Regions from separate parts of the Mus musculus genome. Here region 2 is linked to region 1. A link is a contact called in public HiChIP or PLAC-seq data. All regions are on one chromosome and are shown on one strand. Each heading gives the region's core, a stretch centred on a gene start, on an enhancer-like site or on the middle of the called end of the contact. The rest is flanking DNA. Distances are from core to core; before and after follow the strand shown. Region 1 overlaps Tmem233 (transmembrane protein 233). Region 2 has its middle 24 kb from the start of Gm36841.

What was found. HiChIP or PLAC-seq counts read pairs in DNA pulled down with a chosen protein or histone mark.
Region 2: a contact with region 1 is called in an H3K27ac HiChIP or PLAC-seq map of embryonic stem cells, with 5 read pairs. The contact joins two enhancer-like sites. A contact is called at or near these places in 1 of 484 Hi-C or Micro-C datasets (the Ba/F3 cell line) and 1 of 115 datasets of contacts at active chromatin or transcription factors (embryonic stem cells).

What each region holds. Positions count from the first base shown.
Region 1 is chr5:116,050,749-116,055,728 of GRCm38.p6, forward strand. Tmem233 (transmembrane protein 233) reads right to left here. Exons shown (of 3, transcript NM_001101546.2): 2 at 570-706. Among named protein-coding and RNA genes, the nearest start is that of Gm13842, 24 kb to the left of the region's middle. Within about 2 kb of position 2,358, at least 7 of the 459 cell types and tissues checked have an H3K27ac peak or open chromatin away from gene starts, as enhancers often do. A contact at or near this core is called in embryonic stem cells, where this site is marked.
Region 2 is chr5:116,379,660-116,385,111 of GRCm38.p6, forward strand. No RefSeq gene overlaps it. Among named protein-coding and RNA genes, the nearest start is that of Gm36841, 24 kb to the right of the region's middle. Within about 2 kb of position 1,697, at least 54 of the 459 cell types and tissues checked have an H3K27ac peak or open chromatin away from gene starts, as enhancers often do. A contact at or near this core is called in embryonic stem cells, where this site is marked.

The DNA of each region.
Region 1 (4,980 bases), core at 1,108-3,607:
AACTTTGCTTCTGGGCGTACAAGAACAGTTGGATCCCTACAGCTTGGGTCAGAACGAAGGGGACGGTAACTCCATCCTTGTTGGAATGTCCTTAGTTCATCTTCAGAGGGTATTGAAGGGTCAGATGTACCCCTTGGGCCCGGGTCTGATTGTTGACTTTCATATTCTACTTTAATGGTTTTGTGTATATGTGGAAACTAAGCAGGAAAAACTGATTAGGGTCATTCTGCAGGTAAACATGTCAGTTATGACTCAAGATGGGTACAGTCATGTCACGTTCTTCTCTAGATAGGACTGCTATAATACAGCTGAGTTATTGATAGTCTGGGTCTCAGAATGCCTGTGTGGGAAAGAGAGAGACCTTGAATATGCCCTGCATGGTCTGTGTAACAAGAAATATGAAGACCCTGCTTTTTTTTTCCCTCAAGACAGGGTTTCTCTGTGTAGCCCTGGCTGTCCTGGAACTCACTCTGTAGACCAGGCTGGCCTCAAACTCAGAAATTCACCTGCCTCTGCCTCTCAAGGAGAAAAGCTCTTACTAGCAGGAGGGTTTCGGGGCACCCACTTACTTCCTGGAGAAGTGCACCGCACAGGAGACGCCGATGATGACCAGGCCGATGATGATGGAGGCAATGGCCACCCACTTGGCGTTCCGCCCCAGCCTCCTGGCTCCTTCGTAGTCTCCATCATTGTAGCTGTTCAGAGACTGGGGGACACAAAGGAAGAGCTGGTGACCACAGACACTCTATACAGAAAGGCATGAGCCTTCTCAGACTGTCTTGATAGAATACTTCTTCTTCTTCTTGTTTTTTAAAGATTTATTTATTTTATGTATGTGAGTACACTGTTACAGTCTTCAGGAACACCAGGAGAGGTCATTGGATCCCATTACAGATGGTTGTGAGCCACCATGTGGTTGCTGGGAATTGAACTCAGGACCTCTGGAAGAGCAGTCAGTGCTCTCAACCACTGAACCATCTCTCCAGCCCCATAGAGCCACTTTTTTTTTTTTTTTTTTTTTTTTTTTTAGTCAGGGTTTCTCTGTGTAGCCCTGGCTGTCCTGAAACTCACTCTGTAGACCAGGCTGGCCTCAAACTCAGAAATCTGCCTGCCTCTGCCTCCCAAGTGCTGGGATTAAAGGCATGCGCCACCACTGCCGGGCTAGAACCACTCTTAAGGAGCCATTGGAGACTGCTCATCTCAGTGTCAGGCTGTCGAGAAAGCATTGTTATCATCTGTCCTCAGGAAGCCTTTCCTCAGTCCAAGGCTTCTGTATTTCCTACTTACCATACCCCCACCCCCCCATACAGAGACTGTATGAGTGGTGATGTTGGCCTCTCTCTTTCAGCCCAGTATATTGGCTTCCATGGCCACACTTGCCAAGTGGAAGATACTTAATGCATATCTAACCCCGCAGATACATATCTGTAGACATGCCCTGTCAAGACATGCAGGACATGGCCCTGTCAAATGCAGTCATTGCAAAGTATGTCCCACAGCCCAGGCCAGCTGGGGCCCTGCTTTTGCATAGCTCATTTGGATCGGACACAAATTCATTTGTTTGTAATCGCTTGTGACTGCTTTTGTGCTACAGTGACAGCGTTAGGGACTTGGGACAAAGGTTATAGCGTTTGTCAAGCCCAAGCTATCTGCTGGTTGGTTATTTACAGAAAACATCCAGTCATTCACACATTAAGAACTTTGGCTCAATTATTCATTTCTATGCGGAAGTCAGTGCTCTTAACCACTCTTTTTTTTTTTTTTTTTGTGGTTTTTCAAGACAGGGTTTCTCTGTGTAGCTCTGGTTGTCCTGGAACTCACTCTGTAGACCAGGCTGGCCTCGAACTCAGAAATCCGTCTGCCTCTGCCTTCACCTCCCAAGTGCTGAGTGCACCACCACTGCCCCGCACACTCTTAACCGCTGAGCCATCTCTCCAGCCCCGCCAAGACTGTCTTTTAACTGGAACACCCAGATGTAGCTTCTCAGGCTGTTAAAATGTTGCAACAATGAGAAAAGCTACCCAGGGAGCCTTGGTCCTTCTCCTTTAATCCCCCAAGAGCCACCTAAGATTGGGGGTGGGGGTGGGGCGGCAGAGGCAGAGAGGCCTGGGATCAGGACTTCAGGTTAGTCCTTGGTTCTAGCCAGCTCCAGCCCACCTGGGATCTAGTTGAGAAAGCACAAGATCTAGCTCATCTCATGGGTCAGATTCTATTTGAGCAGCTGGGATAGGTACAGGAGCAGCCAACCTTTCCAAGGCTCATTGTCCCTGTCTGAGAATTGGAGGTAGTAGTGGAAGCAGCTTCACACAGACGATTCAAGGAATTAACACGTGAATTGGACACTGCTTTTCCTGTGAATTGGCTGCAACCCCAGCCTCCTCTGGTATTGTAACCGTGGGGTCTTTGGGTGTGCCGGGGCGTGATCCTGAGGACCCAGGTTCAGACAGGTGTTTTAGATTCTTCACAGTCAAAGTCACTGCAAGGAGCATTAGGAATCCAAATTCCGACCTTGTGATCTCGCGTAGAGTTAGGAAGATTCAGACCCTCCACCCCTGACAGACAAATGATCATTCTTTTGTGCGTCCTTGGAAAATGTCTTCGAGATCAGCAGTCATGAAGACTTGAGCAAGAAGAGGAGAAATAATGAGATCCTCCAACAGGGTTAACTCTTGACTGTCTGGGCAAGAAAAGCTTTTGCTCTCCAATAGCAGTGACCAAATAAGTAGGGAGGATAACCAGCCTGGGTTACACTGGAAGGCAAACCTATCGTCAGGGCATCGCCTGTGGGCTCAGGAGAGAGTGGGTGGGGGCTCAGGAGAGAGTGGGGGCTCAAGGGAGAGATGGGGGCTCAGGGGAGGCTCAGGGGAGAGATGGGGGAGAGATGGGGGCTCAGGGGAGGCTCAGGGGAGAGATGGGGGAGAGATGGGGGCTCAGGGGAGAGATGGGGGTTCAGGGGAGAGATGGGGGCTTAGGAGAGAGTGGGGGCTCAGGGGAGAGATGGGGGACTCAGGGGAGAGATAGAGGTTCAGGGGAGAGATGGGGGCTCAGGGAAGAGATGGGGGCCTCTGGGCTATTCGGCTTGTTTGGGTCAGGTCAGCAAAGCCACAATGACCACCTGGCTAAGGGGTTTGAGTACCAGCTACGGATACATCCTTCGTCACCATCAGACAGCCTGGCACCCTGCGTGTGACTCTCCTCCTCCTTGGGTACCACCCTCTCCCCAAGATTCATGAGAGAGATCCTGAAGGCTTGAGACAGTTAAAAAAAAATAACTCTTTCAATGCCAAGGAGAATTTTTTTCTCTGTATATAGGACTTAGCTCTGCCTTCATTTCCCCTCTTGCCTCTTGGAGAAGGCTCTCCCTGGTAAGACTGCTAGGTGAACATAAAGATATTGGGCAGGGATCAGGGCAGAAGAGACTCAAGATTCCAGGCTAAGGGACTTCTGCTATGGGGCCAGCCTAAGGGTCATGTAAGAGTTACTTTGTTCATAGCTGGGACAAAGCACCTGACAAAGATAGCGTCAAGGAGGAGGAGGGGTTTACTGTCTGTCTGAGGCTGCAGGAGATCCGCGGTGGTTAGCTTGTTCACGTTAGGACAAGGATCAGAAACAGAGAGAAAGGGACCAAGAACTAGAGGTGGAGCAGAGATCCTCCGAGGCCCATCTCTAATGGCCTACCTCTGTACAAGTCGGACCCTTGTACTCCAAGTTTCCCCAACCTCCTCAGACAGCAAGGGGTAGAGGGCACCGAGTGCTAGACACTCCCATCTAGACATTTAACAATGGGAGCTGGGGACGGTGGGAGGGATCCTCGGGCCCACTCCAGTGCGGTGGTGTGGCTCAGGGACTCAGACATTTTGGACAAGTGCTTCCTACCCTGGCTGTAGTTATTTTTTTCTTTCAGGTAAGTGTCATTCTCAGGGGCTCTTGGCAGATGGGACAGATCAAAGTTGTAGAAACGAGTGTTAGAGAAAAGTGCATGGTTTATAAATCTTTTTCTTCCAAAGAGCTCAGAGTGCAAATGGCGCCCCTCTGGTCCGAAGGGATGAGAAAGGATCCTGGATGGCTTCAGATGACTAAGATGTTGGAGCAGATTCTGTCCTTCAAGCAATGGTCGTGTGGATTGAACTCAGGTCATCAGGCCTGGTGACAAGTGCTTTTACCTGCTGAGCCACCTTGCTGCCCTGGTTTATATCATCTTATTATTTTTTAAAATTATGAATGCAATTTGGATACATGCCAATCACTTAAACGCTACAGAAACAAACAGAACATAAAAACACCATTTAATCTTATATCTCAGAGTTATGTAGATTGGTATGTCTTTTAGATGCTTCACCCACAAATCCTGTGGAAGTAGTCCTGACACTCCTCCAGCTTCCACTTAGATTGATGTTGGGAGAAAGAAATTTGCACTCTGAGATAAAGCCAGAGTAATATGTCTGCATGTCTAATCCCGGTCCTTCACATGTGACTGCCTCACACATTTCCTAGAATCGTTGTAAAGACAGCTTCATATTCCCTCTGGCAAGGTTGGTGGCACAGCACAGGCTACAGGGGGAGCACGGTACAGGCTACAGGGGGAGCACGGCACAGGCTACAGGGGGAGCACAGCATAGGCTACAGAGGGAGCACAGCACAGGCTACAGGGGGAGCACGGCACAGGCTACAGGGGGAGCACGGCACAGGCTACAGGGGGAGCACGGCACAGGCTACAGAGGGAGCACGGCACAGGCTACAGAGGGAGCACGACACAGGCTACAGGGGGAGCACGGCACAGGCTACAGGGGGAGCACGGCACAGGCTACAGGGGGAGCACAGCATAGGCTACAGGGGGACCTCAGCACATGCTGCAGAGGGGATGTTTTGTTCTTACTATGAACAGCCTGCTGTAAATCCTGGGAGACTTAGCAGATGTATCGCTTGATATTTCCTCTAGACAGCAGTCTTGTGCTTTTCATTTGGCTAGTTGGTAGAACC
Region 2 (5,452 bases), core at 447-2,946, 330 kb after region 1:
ATGTAACGTGGGGGGCGGGGGTGGGTGTGGCTGCTCCTACATCAATGATGAAGTGCCCATCTGACAGAATCCAGTAGCAGGCAGACCTTTAAAGGGGAATCCTGAATCTGGGGAGGGGAAAGATGCTCGTGGTACACGATGCACTAGAGGAAGGATGCAAACTTACTTACTGTCATTTTGGCCAGCCAATCATCATGAGGGCAATGCCAGCGGGGCAGCCATAAACAGAATCATAGTTTGCTCTGTTCTCTGAATGGGGGCAGGGGCGTTGGTGTTTATTTTCCTCTAATGTTCTCATTTTGCTGCACTAAAATGTTTTATGGAGTTACAAAAAAAATATGATTAAGGAAAGGAAAGGAAATGGATGCTGTCCCTGCCCACAGACAAATGAGAGAAAGCTGTCGGTTTAGGCTAGTCTGGGGTATTTCTTTGGATGGCCACAGGCTCCTGCTCCAGTAATGACTTCGCTGGAAGAAAAAAAAAATCTAATCATTCTACTAATAAAAGCATTGTGGTGGGAAATAGTTTTAGTTCAATAATCCGAGAAGACAGTAGTGGATGCTCTGGTCTGTTTTCATTTGTGAGGGGAGTAAAGGAAAAGATCTACCAAGTCAGTAAATATTTGCTGCTTGGCTGGATATTTTCGCCTTTTTGTCTCTCTGTCTCTTCGCTCTCGCCGTGAACAGCTTCTCCGTCAGTAGGGTGTGTGTGGTGTAGAATCCAGATGAGGGAAGAGAAAAACTGGAAAAGAATCTGCTAGAGACTGAATGCTCCCGTTCCTCAAAGAACACCCATGCCTTGGGGCTGGAGAGGTGGCTTGGTGGTGATCAGCAGCTGCTGCTCTTTCAGAAGACCTGCGCTCATGTCAGGTGGCTTCTAAAAAAACGCAAGCTCCAGGAGATCCGATGCTGTCTTCTGGCTGTCACAGGAAACCACACACTCGTACTTTGTAAAGATCTGTACCTCATGCTCTCAGCCCCAGTGTGGCTGTGTTTGAAGGTTAGAACAGTTGGAATTGGGCCGTGTCTTACTCAGACTTGGGTGATGGTGTTTCTTGAACTGCCGTTGCTGGTTTGGGGGCTCTAGAAATTTGGGGTGATGGGGCATAGCTGGCAAAAGTGGTTCACTGGAGTGGCCTCTGGAGGAGATACATCCTTCTTTTGGTATTGCCAAAGAGCGAGAATTCACCAGCATACACTTCCTTTGTCTGGAATCCCGGTGACCGGGTGGGTGGTGATTTCCCCCTGGATGGGACCGAAGGTGTTCAACCACACCTCCTGGGCCCCTGGCTCCGGTCACAGTTAAAGGCTCCCACAGCTCCCCACAGTAGAGCTGTGTGGCTCTCAGTCACGTAGGAGCAGCACCAAGTCTTCCCACTTGCAAATAAGGTTTCCCCAAGCCAATGAGAGGTATCTGCTGTCGAACTCTGAATCACTCCCAAAACTGTATATAAATCCTATCCAGGGAATTGAAAGTGCGAGAAAACTACTCTGTCATCCGAGCCTTCTGTTTTAAGAACTGTAACACTTGGGAAGAGGTCTGCTCTCCTGAAACGCCATCTGAAGCTCCGCCGCACTCCTCACTGGCTAGTCAGCCTCTCGTTGGTCCAGCCCGACATGACTCAGTGCAGGGCAGCGCAGAGTAACTGAGTAGCCCGGAAGGCAGGAAGGCACGGCAGAGACAGGAGCCAACTGCAGCAGCAGAAGTGGTGGACGCGACTTCCCCTTCCTGCCCGCACACCCACACTCGCTTCCCTTCGCTGGAACCTAGCCCCAGGCTGGGCCAGAGATCTCTGTGGAAAGTCTCTGGTACAGAGGCTCACAAACAGGCATCCTAGCTGCCATGATGACCATGTGTCTCAAAGAACTGTTCTGAAACCACAAGACAAAACAGCCCTCTCTTGTTTCTTTCAGGTGTTTGGTCACAACAACGTGACCGTAACTACCATCGAGGGAGTCACGGAGCCTAAGTGAGTCATGGAGGTGGGGCCCTGGTTCCATGGTTGATGGCGTCACAAGGGTGGAAGCAGAGAATCCCTCTCATCTCCCCACACTGTCTGAGGACAGCATGTAGGTGACTGTCTTCAGCTGCAGAGAACAGTTCAGAAAACCCAAACTGGCCAGTACCTGGATCTCGATCTTCCAACTTGAGACTGTGAGAAAATAAACGGCTGTGTTTAAGCCACAGGGTCAGGCTTCCTCTGTGGTGAGGGGCTCTCTGCTTCCTGCCTTCTGGATGACAGTGAGAAGCCTCTTGCATGAGTCATCGGATGGGAAGGGAACCAGCTGGAGTCCTTCCAATCTTAGGTCTACCACTGCTTGACTATCTGACCATGGGCTATCTCCTTCACTACCACGAGTCCCGACATCCTCACCTGCCCAGTTGAAATACTGATTGCCTACTTACCATCTTGGGTATAAGAGCTAACTGAGGTAATATTATCTGCCATGACCTAACTATATCGACTTCCACTGAAAAAACCATCAATAGACGAATGGATGAAAAACCAAATGGTCTATGTGCTTAAGGATTGGGGAGATTAATAATGTAAAGATGTGGCTATATTACTGAAAGTGACATGCAGTTAATACAATCCCTATAAAAATTATAACATCATTCTTTACAGAAGCAGAAAATATCTTAAACTTTGGAAACACAACACCTTGGATAGTTCAGTCATAGGCAAGAACGAAACAAAATAAGCAACCAGAGGTACCACTGTACCTAATTTGAAATTATATTATATGGCCACAGGGTAGAAAAGAAACAGCATTGTGCTAGCACAAAACTAGAATCAGAGGTCAGTTAATAAGACAGAAAGTCCAGATATAAACCTGCACAGCTTCGGCTTCCCGACTTTTGAGAAAGATTCTTGTCAAATATTTTCCCAAAAACACACATTGGAGAAAGGAGATTGTTCTATACTGCCACGGACCGGGCCTAGTCAGCTTCCCTCAATCCATGGGAATCAGGGGTTTGGACAGATGGGCATAGAGTCAGCGAGAATTGACAGACGCAGGCACGAGAGTGTGCTGGATCTGAATGTAATTTGTCAAATGGAGCATCAGACCTTTTATAGAGAAGAAAATAGGGAAGTTAAGGTGACACGCCCGCAAGGTACAAAGAGGTTTTACCAGATCCTTACATAAAACAGAGGAATGCAAACATGAAGGACTGGCAGGAACCAGCTGGGATAAAATTCAATGTTAACATCTGGGATCAAAAGCAGCCCCACCTAAGGTCAGCTTAATCTTAGAAGTCAGGGGCGAGGACATCGTGCCCTTGCCTTAGTTCCTATTCTAGTCTATTGTATAGTCCACCTTCTCCCTAGGCCATTGTTAATTCCTGTGTATGGGTGTAACTCAGCTATCTATAGTTCTAAGTATCTACTCTGGTTCCTCCCTAGACCACAACCTTCCTTCTTCCTAGATAATGGTAAATTCCTGCATATGGGAGTAGTTTGCCCTGAGATTTCTAACTCTACGTAGTAGACAATAATGCTTGGTTTCTTTCACTATCTCTCTTACAATACTTGAGGCAATTCTTAATGTCACTGAATAGGCAACATTCCTACTGAATTCAAAGCCCAAGATCGGCTCAAGGACTGCCTAGGACTAATGAGGAATCTAACTTAGCTATATATCAAAAATCAATCCATAGAAGCACTTATAATAAAGCAATATTAAGGGAAAGCACACAGATCCATTTACCAACTAAAGCAAGGACATTGGAGCATTTTTTATACAGGATGCCACGGTTCCAGGAGACTTAAGTTTCCGTGAACTTTTCGACTCGGGACAGCGCCCAGGTTTTTGGGGCCTGTCACGCATGTCACTACTAGAGTGGATGTAGCAATATACAAAGGGCTCACACATGCTCAATGTGGGCTTATTTATCTCAATTATATGACAGAAATTTAAGGAACAGTTACCACTTCCAGGCTCTTTGTATGGTGTTGGGATTTATTTAAGGACCAGATAGAGCTGCTGGTCTAATAGGATTGAAGCATGTCCATTGAGACACACACACACACATACACACACACACTTTATGATTGTCCTATGGAGTGAGAAGAGACCTAAGAAACCTCATATTGTCCTATGAGGTGAGGAAGACAGTCATTAACAAAGCAAGCCCACTCCACAGGGTTTGGTAGAGTGAACCCTGGCACCAAGAGAGAAAACTGAATGGAGACTCATTGTAAGGCTGTATAAACACTCAGATCAGATGAGAAAGACCTCTGTCTCCCCATGATGAACACCATAAACAGTAAGTTTTCATGCCTGTCTCAGCATGTAGAGCGGATAGTTTGCTCTACATGAATTGCCATTTTTTAAAAAATGCTCAAACAGTCAAGGATAAAGTTTAGGAAACACCAGGGAAGACAAATGTTATATTGATTTGCAGACTATGATTATAGTCGCAAGCATTCTCCTGCAGATGACAAAACTTCATTCAACCAATGGGTGAATGAACAGCTTAAATAAATAAATCTGTGGCCTCCTTCACTGTCAGAGTCATGGAGAGCAAAACTGCATGGAGAGTCCATCTTACCACAGTCAGGATGTCAGCCATTAAGAAAATAAGAAGGGGGGGGGGGGGCTAGAGAGATGGCTCAGCAGTTAAGGGCACTGACTGCTCTTTCAAAGGTCCTGAGTTCAATTCCCAGAAACCACATGGTGGCTCACAACCATCTGTAATGAGATCCGATGCCCTTTTCTGGTGTGTCTGAAGACAGCTACAGTATACTCATATAAATAAAATAAATCTTAAAAAAAAAGAAAGAAAGAAAGAAAGAAGGAAGGAAGGAAGGAAGGAAGGAAGGAAGGAAGGAAGGAAAGGAAGGAAAGGAAGGAAGGAAGGAAGGAAGGAAGGAAGGAAGGAAGGAAAGAAGAAAGGAAGAAAGAAAGAAAAGAAGAAGGGGACAGAGAGATGGCTCAGTGGTTAAGAGCACTGATTGCTCTTCCAGAGGTCCTGAGATCAACACCCAGCAACCACATGGTGGCTCACAACCATCTGTAATGAAATCCAAATGTCTTCTGGTGTGTCTGAAGAGAGCGACTATTCTCACATACATTAAAAATTATCATCATCATCAAATTCTGGTGAGGTTAAAATGTGGACGAAAGGGAAGAATCATCAGTCTGGCCCTTATGGATAATGTAGGAGAGTTTCTCAGAAAAAAAGAGTCCATCTACCATAGGACCCACATATCACTCCTAGGGGTTCACCCAAGACTCCAAGTCAACACAGAACAGAGACATTTACCCAGCAATGCTTACTGCAGCATGACGTCAACAACTAAGTTATGGAAACAGCCTAGGTCTCCAGGAATGGAGGAATGGATAGAGATGTGAGATATATACATATATATTATAATATACATATATATACATATATATTATAATATACATCTAAGCACTCAGGAGGCAGACACGGGGACAGGTAGATC